Linked DNA regions of Xenopus laevis: region 2 is linked to region 1. The links are chromatin contacts, called in public Hi-C maps. All regions are on one chromosome and are shown on one strand. The core of a region is the stretch at or near the end of the contact, and the rest is flanking DNA. Distances in the headings are between cores, read along the strand shown.

Evidence for each region. A called contact is a pair of places that touch in the nucleus more often than the background predicts.
Region 2: a Hi-C map of the XL177 cell line shows a contact between it and region 1, with 4 times the contacts expected there. The contact joins the enhancer-like site here to the promoter of nudt6.L in region 1. A contact is called at or near these places in 2 of 4 Hi-C or Micro-C datasets (the XL177 cell line and the XTC cell line).

What each region holds. Positions count from the first base shown.
Region 1 is chr1L:69,911,397-69,916,977 of Xenopus_laevis_v10.1, reverse strand. It overlaps nudt6.L (nudix hydrolase 6 L homeolog), which reads right to left and starts at 2,251. Exons shown (of 5, transcript NM_001087069.1): 1 at 1,798-2,251; 2 at 201-404. The coding sequence starts at 1,978. spata5.L (ATPase family protein 2 homolog) reads left to right here and starts at 2,386. Exons shown (of 16, transcript XM_018251175.2): 1 at 2,386-2,613. The coding sequence starts at 2,493.
Region 2 is chr1L:69,976,213-69,981,793 of Xenopus_laevis_v10.1, reverse strand. No RefSeq gene overlaps it. Among protein-coding and RNA genes, the nearest start is that of fgf2, 14 kb to the right of the region's middle. Within about 2 kb of position 2,398, at least 1 of the 7 cell types and tissues checked has an H3K27ac peak or open chromatin away from gene starts, as enhancers often do.

The DNA.
Region 1 (5,581 bases), core at 1,002-3,501:
GATGACATTGCAGAGTGGAGAACTGGTGAATAAAAAGTCAAAAAAACACAATAACCACAACTAACAAAAAATGAAAACCAATTGTAAATATCACTCTCTACATCATACTAAAAGTTAACTCAAAGGTGATCAGTCCCTTTAACCTGTTGTAACCACACTGCATTGAACTGAGCACACTAATTAGGTCTATATAGACAAACCTGCAACCCCAACTTGGTGTGTAGCATATCCAGGTAGTTTGCTTGGTCCATCCTTTAACCAAAGAGTCAGCGTAGATTCATTGCGTTCAGCATGATGAAATGTAAATCCTTCAGAGGCAGCAATGGATATGAGTCTGCTTTGCATGATGGGAATATGCAGCCACACTGCAATCCTGCCGGCTGCCCTCCATTGTTTCACAGATTCTAATAGAAGGGAAAAAATTGTGAAAGTCATGTAACCCTATATTATATAGAGAATAAAGTGTTTTTGGGGTTCTACTAATAAAATTCAAATATGCCTCATTACATAGATCTATATGTTTAGTCTAACAGCAAGGCTTCCTTTGTCAGTATATTCTGAGATTTTGAAAGACAATATATATATATCATATCTAGTGTCAAATACTGGAATAATATATGTCATCAGTCTTTTTCATTGAAATGTTAATGTATGATTACAAAGTTTTTTTAAAAAAACTTCAAATGGAGATCTCAGTAAACAAATAAAAAGTAGTATATTTTTTGCATGCCATCTGACTTGTTTTTTCTTTTTATGGACCCTTGGACAGCAACGCATTCAGTTTGAGCACCACCTACATGATTAAGTGGTCAATGCAGAGCTGGGGATTGTTCCCCAAGTGTGTACGAATAAGATTTGGCCACCAACGTTATGGATAGGGTTGATACCTGGCCGGTATTTTACCGGCCTGGCTGGTAAAAATGATGGCTGATCCCAATGTTATTAATAGGGAAAAAAGAGAAATATATAGGAAGGCCGGTATTTTTTCCAGAAAAGGTGGCAACCCTAGTTATGAATCCACATCAGGATGATTTGATTATGCGGCCCCTGGGACAATTTTCACATAATAATGGAGTCCCATTTATGATATGAATAGGAGCCTGGGGATACCTGTCAGGAGAGGAATGCATCAACATGCTAATGTTGATCTCTGTATTTTCTAACCCGTCTGATGGGTTCCTGTTTATTTAAGGCAGATATTAGTTGGACAGGCTTCATACACAGGTCAATATGGTGCTGATTTGGACTGGAGAGACAGAATAGTCAGATGTTGTTAGTTATTTTATGTATCGGTGATTTACAACTTGAGTAGGACTATTGGGGGACAGGTTGAGAAGCCCCAGGAGTCTCATTAAAGAAGCAAAGTTTATGCAGATTGGCTGGGCAGGTAGGGGTCCCACAACTTTGTATGGCAAAGGTTTTCTTGAGAAAAATAAAGTTTGAGGGAGTCAAAATATACTTGTATCCAAATTTAACAGTGTAATGGGGGGGGGGGGAAGAGACAAATTGTGAATTTAATTTATAAAACATATACTGGTTTAGTGAAAGTCAGAACTAGCCCCCAAAACACAAGGATGTTATGCAAAGCCGGGGGTGCAGGGGAGGACAGGTTATATTTAGGCACCTAGATTGTCCTTGCCCATCAGTCACTTTACTATTGTAACTTTATAATTATTGTAAATGTTTGCCCCGCCTATAAGTACTGTTAATTAAAAGCACTGCATACAAGTACAGCTGTAATGATCTAGTTGTATAAATCGCAAGCAGACAGTACATTCCCATGGAGGTGCCACTTGCCGTGTAACCATGTCTCGAAAACTGCTTCCCCTAAATTGTGTGAGGGCTCCAGCCGCACTGTTACTCCCCCGAACTTGTCTACCTTGCCCCGTAGCTCTATATTGGGCCAAGAGAGACCGGGCTGCGAGCAAAAATGCCGCACTCTAAACCCACAGAGGAACCGAACGCATAGACGCTGCATCTTTCAGGGACACCGAGTTACACAAGTTAATTACAAACAAGCCAATAGCAAAGTACACGACGCCATGATTGTTATGGGTAGTCTGGAAGAAATTCAGCCCTTAGCGAAGCATCCCATAAAGCCCAGAAATACGAAAAATTGCAGTGCTGAGAACAGCAGTACAACTGGGGCGCCGCATGTGATCATTTCCATCGACCACATTAGAACGAAAAGTTCTTCAACTTTCTAAACTCCCGTGTTTGCCAGAATCTAGTATGGCTGCCACAGCTAAATCTCACTAGCCAATAGAAAGGGAGACTAGGACAGTATCGCCTCTACCGTAACTTTTCTAAATGACACCTTTATATTGGCTTAGTGTTAAAGAACTGTCAACTAATTGCTCTTCTAATCGAGTGTTTACGAGTGGCGTCGCGTAGGTGCGCAGGCTGACCCGGAAGTTGTTACGTAGCGGCTAGAACACGCGTTTTGGTTTGAGAGCTGTGCACATGAGCCCGGCTTCACTGGCTGTAGAACCATGTCCTCGTCTAAAAGGAAGAGTAAAGGGGGTGACAAGGCGATGATAAACTCGCCGTGTGCGGAGTCCAGAACGTCAGCGGATCCCTCTGTGTGTAAAGTGACTGATTTCTTAGATAAAGGTACTGTCCGGCATTGCTGGGAGCTTGTTCCAGGCTGCTACAGTGATAGGCATTCTGAAAATATGAATTATCAAACACTTCGATCCAAAACTAGCTTTGTTTGTACCAGTAGCAGGCAGCTCTGTCTTTTCTACACTGTTACTCATTGATAAGTTAAAGGAAAAAAAAAACCACAAGTAAAATGCTTGGTGAAAGAAAATGGAATATATATATATATATATATATATATATATATATATATCATCCAATTCAGCATTTCAGGTTTTAAAGTTATTTGTAAATGCATTTTCAATAGAATTTTTCTTTTGCTTCCTGCACTGCAGGTCCTGACTCTTGAAACAGTGTCTGAACCAGTGGAAGTCAGTCTTTGCATCATAGGCCACTGGTATTGGATAAAGAGTCACATCCACCAGGGCATAAAATAGTAAGGAACAGACAGATACTGCTGTCAATAGCAGTTATATTAACAAATAACTTTTAAGCCATGTCAAATTTTTATATTGGAAAGTCTTTACATTTTATTTTAATTATACCAGATTCTTATTTTGGGGTGTACATGCCCTTTAATTGCATTCATTAAGTCTTTTACTAAACTTGCTCATCACCTGTTACAATGTGAAACAAACTTTTATTTGATGGCTGTAGATCAAGTTTGGGAAAATGCATTGTAAAATATTTATTATTAACCTAAAATTGAGGCCCAAAAATCTCCTAATGCTGCTTAAATTGCCCGCCCTAAATCCCCTCCACAGTTACTGCCAGGGATAGCAGAAGACAGAAGAATTTTAGTAAACTTTTGTGAAAAAAAAAAAAGCCAAGTGGAAAACACGTAAATCCAACTCGTGAGAGTTTGGCTGCCATGTTGAAAATACGCAGCTTATTGCCAAGTGTATTTCCAAGCCTGCAGATCCCATAGATTTCAATAATATGACCTTTTATTTGGCGTATTGGCGTTTCTGCTAAAGAAACGCGAATACTGGTGTCTTGTGGCAGATGTTGGCTCGCAAGCGCCCTGTGGAAATTGCTATAGTGCCTATTCCATTATTTTCAACAGGTCTTCATTTTGTGTGTATTTACGCTCGGTTGTACGTTTTTAAAAACGCAATATAAAAACGCCATGTGTGACCTTGCCCTTAGACTAGCCATGCATAACTTTGGAAGTTCAGAATTTTCCTAACATAACATTCCTGCATAGTAGAATAGCCCTATGGAAAAAGTTATATTGAAAATATTTTATATGGGGCCCTATCTTCAGATTACAGTCATTCTCAAAAACTGAACAACACAGTGATAGTGACCCAACAGGCTCTCCTTGCAATGTGCATTGATAACTGATGTTTTAAAGCTGTATAAAAATGAAAGACAACTGTTTCTTAATACAACTCGCTCCTGTGTGAAAGATTATTTTATAACATACATAATATATTGCTCAGTGATTCCCGAAACTCTGGCTTTGTGAATAGTCCCATGGAGAGTTTAAACGGGAAAATCTGTCATCATAATTTTACTGTTGGAATATTAATAAAATATATTATCTTGTTGAACAGATTGAGTGTGCGTTTTCATTTCCTTTTAAAAGGGGACAAAGCCCTTTTTCAATCATGACGATTTGTAATTTTGTACAGCTCTTCTAGTTGGAAGAATTAAGCAGCTGATATTTCTGCGAGATTATTGCAGACCAAGGGACAAAAAGGAATTTATATTTGAATAAGGTATGAGAAGGATTATGCAATTCTTCTGCTTCTCCCTAAAATACCCGACTTCTGTTTTAGTAGTATGATACCTCAGTGAGGTTAAAAAGGGCTATTGCAGTATTTGCCATGATTAAATAAAACGGTGATGTTTTTATTTGAAAATCTTTCCTTTAATTGAAATTAATTCATTTGACTAATTCAAAAGTCTAATGAAATATGTATGGAGCCAGTCAAGGGCTTGTTTGCAGAGCCAGACAAATCCAAGTAACCAATCCAAGTGTTTGGTCAGACCTATTTTAGATTTGTTTCAGTGCAAGTTCCTTTTCTAGGGCTCCTAAGATTATATATGAATTGTATTTGCTGTTGATTATATGCACTCTGTTTCTGTATGACAGAGCATTTTTGTAACATATATTGGGAACTGAGATTACTTAATTTATATGAAAGTGTATTGGTTTCTTGTAAAAAGCATTTTTACTTGCACTTTCCATGTCATGCTTTATAGGCCATTAGATATTTTTCCTGACCCTTTATTTGATTGATAAGCACAGTAGACCTGGGTCTGAGGTTATAAAGTTACCAGGATACAACACACATATACATTGCAAATATTCAATAAACAGATCTAGTATATTGCAAAGGTATTCATGATCTCTTGTAATACATCATTTATGTATGTTACCAAATATTCTTTGGCACAGGAGCAAAATTCCTTTAAAATCAGACGTGTGTATGGGTCACACTAACAGAAATCTCATTTTACATGGTTTAGCACTGGTATGCAATAATCTCCTCTTAAACAAGTTTGTAATTTCAATTTGATCCACTGAACATTATTAGGCATCTCTCATGTCATGGTATTGCTGTTAGTATATCAGCGCAGGTATTGGATCTATTTTCTGCAAACCCATTATCCAGAAAGCTCCAAATTACAGGAAGTTAGACTTTAAGAAATTCAACATTGATTTTCTTTTTCCCTGTAATAATAAAATAGTACCTTGTACTTAATCCAAACCAAGATTTTAATACTTATTAGAGGCAAAACACTCCATTTAGGTTTAAAATAATTTTGGGGACTTAATATATGGAGATCCAAATTAAGGAAAGATCCCTGTATGGAAAACACCAGGTCCCAATTATTCTGGATAATAGGTCCCATACCTGTAACACATTTTATGAGCGTCTAGGGTTTGAAGTCCTCCATCTACTGCTGTGCAACATGTAACCTGAAATTCTGTGAGAACCAGTAATAGTTTGCTGGGTTTGTAGCTTGG
Region 2 (5,581 bases), core at 1,149-3,648, 65 kb before region 1:
ACACCACCATAGCAGTAGTAGAGGCAACAATATACCTCTGAATTAATTAAGGAAAAACATACATATTGACATTGTAGCCGATTAAAGTAATACTAACGTTCCAGAATTTAAGCATAATGTGCCAGTAGCGCTTTAAAAACCTACCTAGTTCTATTTATTCTTTCTAACCTAACCCTTGCCTCCTAACACCACCCCAACCCTCCATTACTTGCTTGTGTCAAACTCCAGAATGCCTGCCGAAGCTCAGGTTGCGGTAGGGGAAGACCACATTGGCTATAGACACTGTTTACATTGATTCAGCCTATCAGATCATTGCCTTGCTCCTAAATCTAAACAAGACAGGGTAGAAGGCACATGGTGCCCGGCACAAGTAAATGACGGGGCAGGAGTAGATGAAGTCAAACTGAAAAGTTCCTTCTAAAAGGTGAAACATGTTAGTGTCACTTTAAAACAATGTATAAAGCCGAATGTAATGTACAGTGATATATGAGTGATACTGGTCAAAACTGTCTGCCGCTTTCTAATGGAGCCACTAGCTGGTGAACATGTGGTACTGCAAATAAGGAATTTGATAGAACTTTTAAGTCATGCATCACTCAGCAATGCGGCCACTCTCCATCTAATTTTACAACATATCCATTCTGAGGAACACAGTTTGTTTAAATAAGAGGAGATACAGCTACTTTGAAATGAATAACATATTGTGCAGTGAAAGGGCCGACTGTTCAGGTCACTTTAATAAGAAACTGTTCTCTAGAAAAAAAACAAGTGGTCATTTAGGAAATAACTCCATAACATTTGAGAGAAAATAAGTTTCCAGTAGGATTTCTTATGAACAAGTGTTTCATTTGGTAGATTTACTATGCCTGATTTTTTTTTTTTTTTTAGGCAAGCTTTCTTGACTAATGCTGTAAGCAAACATGTTTTTCTATTAGTTGAAACTTTATAAAATGCTATTTACTGTTATTCCCTCACCAGGAAACACTCTAATATCAGCAGTGTATGCAAAGTAGCTGTCAGACTGCAATACAAGCAGTACAATGAATGCAGCAATCTGATTGGTTGCCATGGGTTACTGCCCATGGACAAATTTGTCCAGTGTTGATAAATGACCCCCACTATGTTGAGCAAAAGTGGGATGTCAAGGCAAGTAGCAATTAAACAAGCAAAAGGTAAAAATGCCAGCAAGAAAACAACAACCAAGTGTATCCAGGAAGTTCATGTAAGACCTACAGTTCATTCTGTAGAAAATATGAAGGTGTGGTACAAATCCAAGGCAGCAACTGGACTGCAATAATCTCTTTATTGGGGGTATCTCTACCCCCAATAAAGAAATTGCTGCCTTGGATTTGTCCCACACCTTCATATTTTCTACAGTTTGTGACTAAACTGGGATATCAAGCACAGGATACCCCGTGGGAAAATCCGACTAAGAGACTAGGTGAGCTCCACGTGTACTCTTATCTACAGTTCATTCTGGCTTCCACAGCATAGGTAAGACCTTACCACTCCCATCAGGGGTCATAGAACTCTTACAGCCAGCTTTAACAGGGAAGTTCTTGTTGAAGGTTTTTACAAGCTGGTCGGCTTGAATATGAGAATGCTTGACCCAAGGGTGATACTCCGGGCCAAATCCTTTGCCAGTGAATAAAGAATTGCAAATGTCTACGTCAAAATAGTCCACCAAACAAGGGCTGGAGTCTGTTGGTTACAAGAGAATTGATTGGATGCTACTGGTTTAACAAGGGATAAATGGAACACACTGGGCACACACCTAGGGATAAGTTGTAGGATCAAAAATTTGGGGATGTGGATTTGAGGATGGAAAAAGGATCAATACATTTAGGATGAAGTTTAAGAGAAGGAACATGGATATCAGATGAGAATTCCTGTTAGACAGTCACACTCCTCAGTGATGATCCAATAATACGATGCTTCTGTTCTAAATTTTGTGTGTGCAGCTGTTTTAACTTGAGAGGGGGGTGCCATTGCTTTTCAGTATGCCAATGAGGGACAGATTTACTAACATGAAAAAAAAATGAAACATGAAAAAAATGCTTGACATGTTTCAGAACAAACATTTCCTTCCTCCCTATTTCTATGCCAAAAGAAGAATTGTTAATTGTTCAGGTATTTGCTATAATTGATAATTTTCTCCCATATGAAATAAAAAGATTTTGATGTGAAGTGTTGACGGGTGGACCTTTGCACTAAAATGCCAGGATATTCAGCTGTTCCACTCTGTGTGCATCCAGTATGGCGCTTTATATTCATTGCTGCCAGGAGAAGTAACAGGTTGGCAGAGGTTTTGCCTGCTGCTGGTTTCTGCCAGGTGGCAGTTGCAAACGAAACCCCCTTTGTGCCACAGGCATGAATACATATCTGTCTGAAGAGATATGCAAATTCCTCTATAGTATGAGATAAACCAGTCCTTGCGATACTTAATTGCTTCTGTGGCATGTCTTTGTCTTTACTGAAAGGCTATTCTGTTTTATGTCTGCCAGACAGTCTTTTGAGGTTGTTCCTAGAATGAGTTGGCAGTGAGTTAGATTGAGCCACTTTGTATAAAATATCATATATACATCACCTTTGTCATCAGTATATTTTACTGTGTTTTTTATTTTGGCCATTAATTTTCTTGCTTTTTTGCTGTGGCTTGAAAAATGCAGCTTAATTGTGTGGAGTTCATTTACAAGTCAATGGCAGAGGTCAATTGCAATGTTAATTGCCTTCCTGACATTCAAGGTTTTTTTAGGAGGGAAAACTTGAATTTTAAGATCGGGACTACTCAATTGAATATTATTTGTTCGATTTTATTTCTTAAATAACCTCCCATTCGAGTTGTGAGTATATTCTAATTTATTAGCGTAAAAAAAATTCACATAAGATTAAAGTTTGATAAATCTACCTTTTTTTAGGCTATGTAGATGTAATTTGTGTAGCCTATGAAGGAATGAAGGAATAGAATAAAAAAAACTTCGAATTTCGAATGATTTTTTTGGCTACTTCGACCATCGAATTGGCTGCTTCGACCTTCGACTACGACTTCGAATCGAACGATTCGAACTTAAAATCGTTCGACTATTCGACCATTCGATAGTCAAAGTACTGTCTCTTTAAAAATAAACTTCGACCCCCACTTCGCCAAGTAAAACCTACCGAACCTCAATGTTTCGAAGTCGAAGGATTTAACTTCGACAGTCGAATATCGAGAGTTAATTAACCCTTGATATTCGACCCTAAGTAAATCTGCCCCCTAGTGTTACACTCATGCACTGTGACATCAGTAGTAGTGAGTGCTATGTGATGAAATTCTGGTGTTCTTAGAGACTTCTTTCAGCATATTTTTTAGACATATATTATGCAAACAATTGTCCACGTATACTTTCTCTTTATTGCATTCAAGGATTTAGAGGACTTTTGATTGAAATTGACAGAGGGATTTATGTGTTAGTGATTTCAGTACAGCAACTGATACATTTTTGTTACGTTTTTGTTAAAGGTATACTGTCATGGGAAAAATGTATTTATTTTTTTTAAAACACATCAGTTAATAGTGCGGCTCCAACAGAATTATGCACTGAAATCTGTTTCTCAAAACAGCAAACTTTTTTTTATATTTAATGGTGAAATCTGACATTGGGCTAGACATATTGTCAGTTTCCCAGCTGCCCCTCAGTCACTGTTTACTGCTGTACTGCAAGTTGGAGTGATATCACCCCTCCCTTTCCCTCCCCAGCAGCCTAACAACAGAACAATGGGACAGTAACCAGATAGCAGCTCCCTAACACAAGATAACAGCTGCCTTGTAGATCGAAGAACATCACTCAGTAGTAAAATCCAGGTCCCACTGTAACACATTTAGTTACATTGAGTAGGAGAAACAACAGCCTGCCAGAAAGCAGTTTCATCGTAAAGTGCTAGCTCTTTCTGAAAACACATGACCTACACACCAATATAACAACTAAAAAAAAATATACACTTGCTGGTTCAGGAATGGGATTTTATATTGTAGAGTGAATTATTTGCAGTATAAACAGTGTAATTTAGAAACAAAAACTACATCATACAAATCATGACAGATCCCTTTAAATACAGTATATTGAAAGCTGAATCCTCCAGTTCTATTTGAGTTCTATTTGAGTTCTGTTTGAGTTAACAAAAAGATTATGTGATGTAATGTGATTACTCCCAGTCCTTTGTGTCATTGTCGGTGATATTGGGCCTACACAGATGGCGTGACTAACTGAAATCATGGATATAAACTGTGTACAGACAGTCCAGTGAGGTCACAAAAAGAACCTCATTCCTAAGAGGTGAGTTATAGCTGTGTTTTGGCAATTCAATTTGAGGAATGCAAGACAAGTGTTTGGCCAGATTGTGGTAGGAATATATTATAAATATAGTGAATAAAACACCCCCTGTTTAAAATATGAGGATATTATAAAATATAAGGATATTATAAGTCCATGACCATATAAAAAGCACAAGGCTAAAGGCCATTTACTGCATGGCTCCTGTGTAATTAATATATATATATATATATATATATATATATATATATATATATATATATATATATATATCAGGGATGCACCGAATCCACTATTTTGGATTCAGCCGAACCCCCGAATCCTTTGCAAAAGATTTGGCCGAATACCGAATCTGAATTTGCATATGCAATTTAGGGGTGGGAAGGGGAAAAAATTTTACTTCCTTGTTTTGTGACAGTTTGGTAAATCCTGAGAAAGAAAGCACTGGTGAACTCAGCAACGCAAAAAGACCTGGATGTCCACGGAAGACAACAGTGGTGGATCATCGCAGAATCATTTATGGTGAAGTGAAATCCCTTCGCAACAGCCAAACAAGTGAACACCACTCTCCAGGAGGTAGGTGTATCAATATCCAAGTCTACCATAAAGAGAAGACTGCATGAAAGTAAATACAGAGGGTGCACTGCAAGGTGCAAGCCACTCATAAGCATCAAGAATAGAAAGGCTAGATTGGACTTTGCAAAAAAAAAAAAACATCTAAAAAAGCCAGCACAGTTCTGGAAAAACATTCTTTGGACAGATGAAAACAAGATCAACCTCTACCAGAAGAATGGCAAGAAAAAAAGTATGCAGAAGGCGTGTAACAGCTCATGATCCAAAGCATACCACATCATCTCTATAAAACATGGAGGAGGCAGTGTGATGGCTTGGGCGTGCATGGCTGCCAGTGGCACTGGGACACTAGTGTTTATCCATGATGTGACACAGGACAGAAGCAGCTGAATAAATTCTGAGGTGTTCAGAGACACTGTCTGCTCAAATCCACCTAAATGCAGTCAAACTGATTGGGAGACGTTTCATAATACAGATGGACAATGACCCAAAACATACAGACAAAGCAACCCAGGAGTTTATTAAAGCAAAGGAATATTCTTGAATGGCCAAGTCAGTCACCTGATCTGAACCCAATTGAGCTGCATTTCACTTGTTGAAGACTAAACTTCGGACACAAAGGCCCACAAACAAACAGCAACTGAAAGCCGCTGCAGTGAAGGCCTGGCAGAGCATTAAAAAGGAGGAAACCCAGA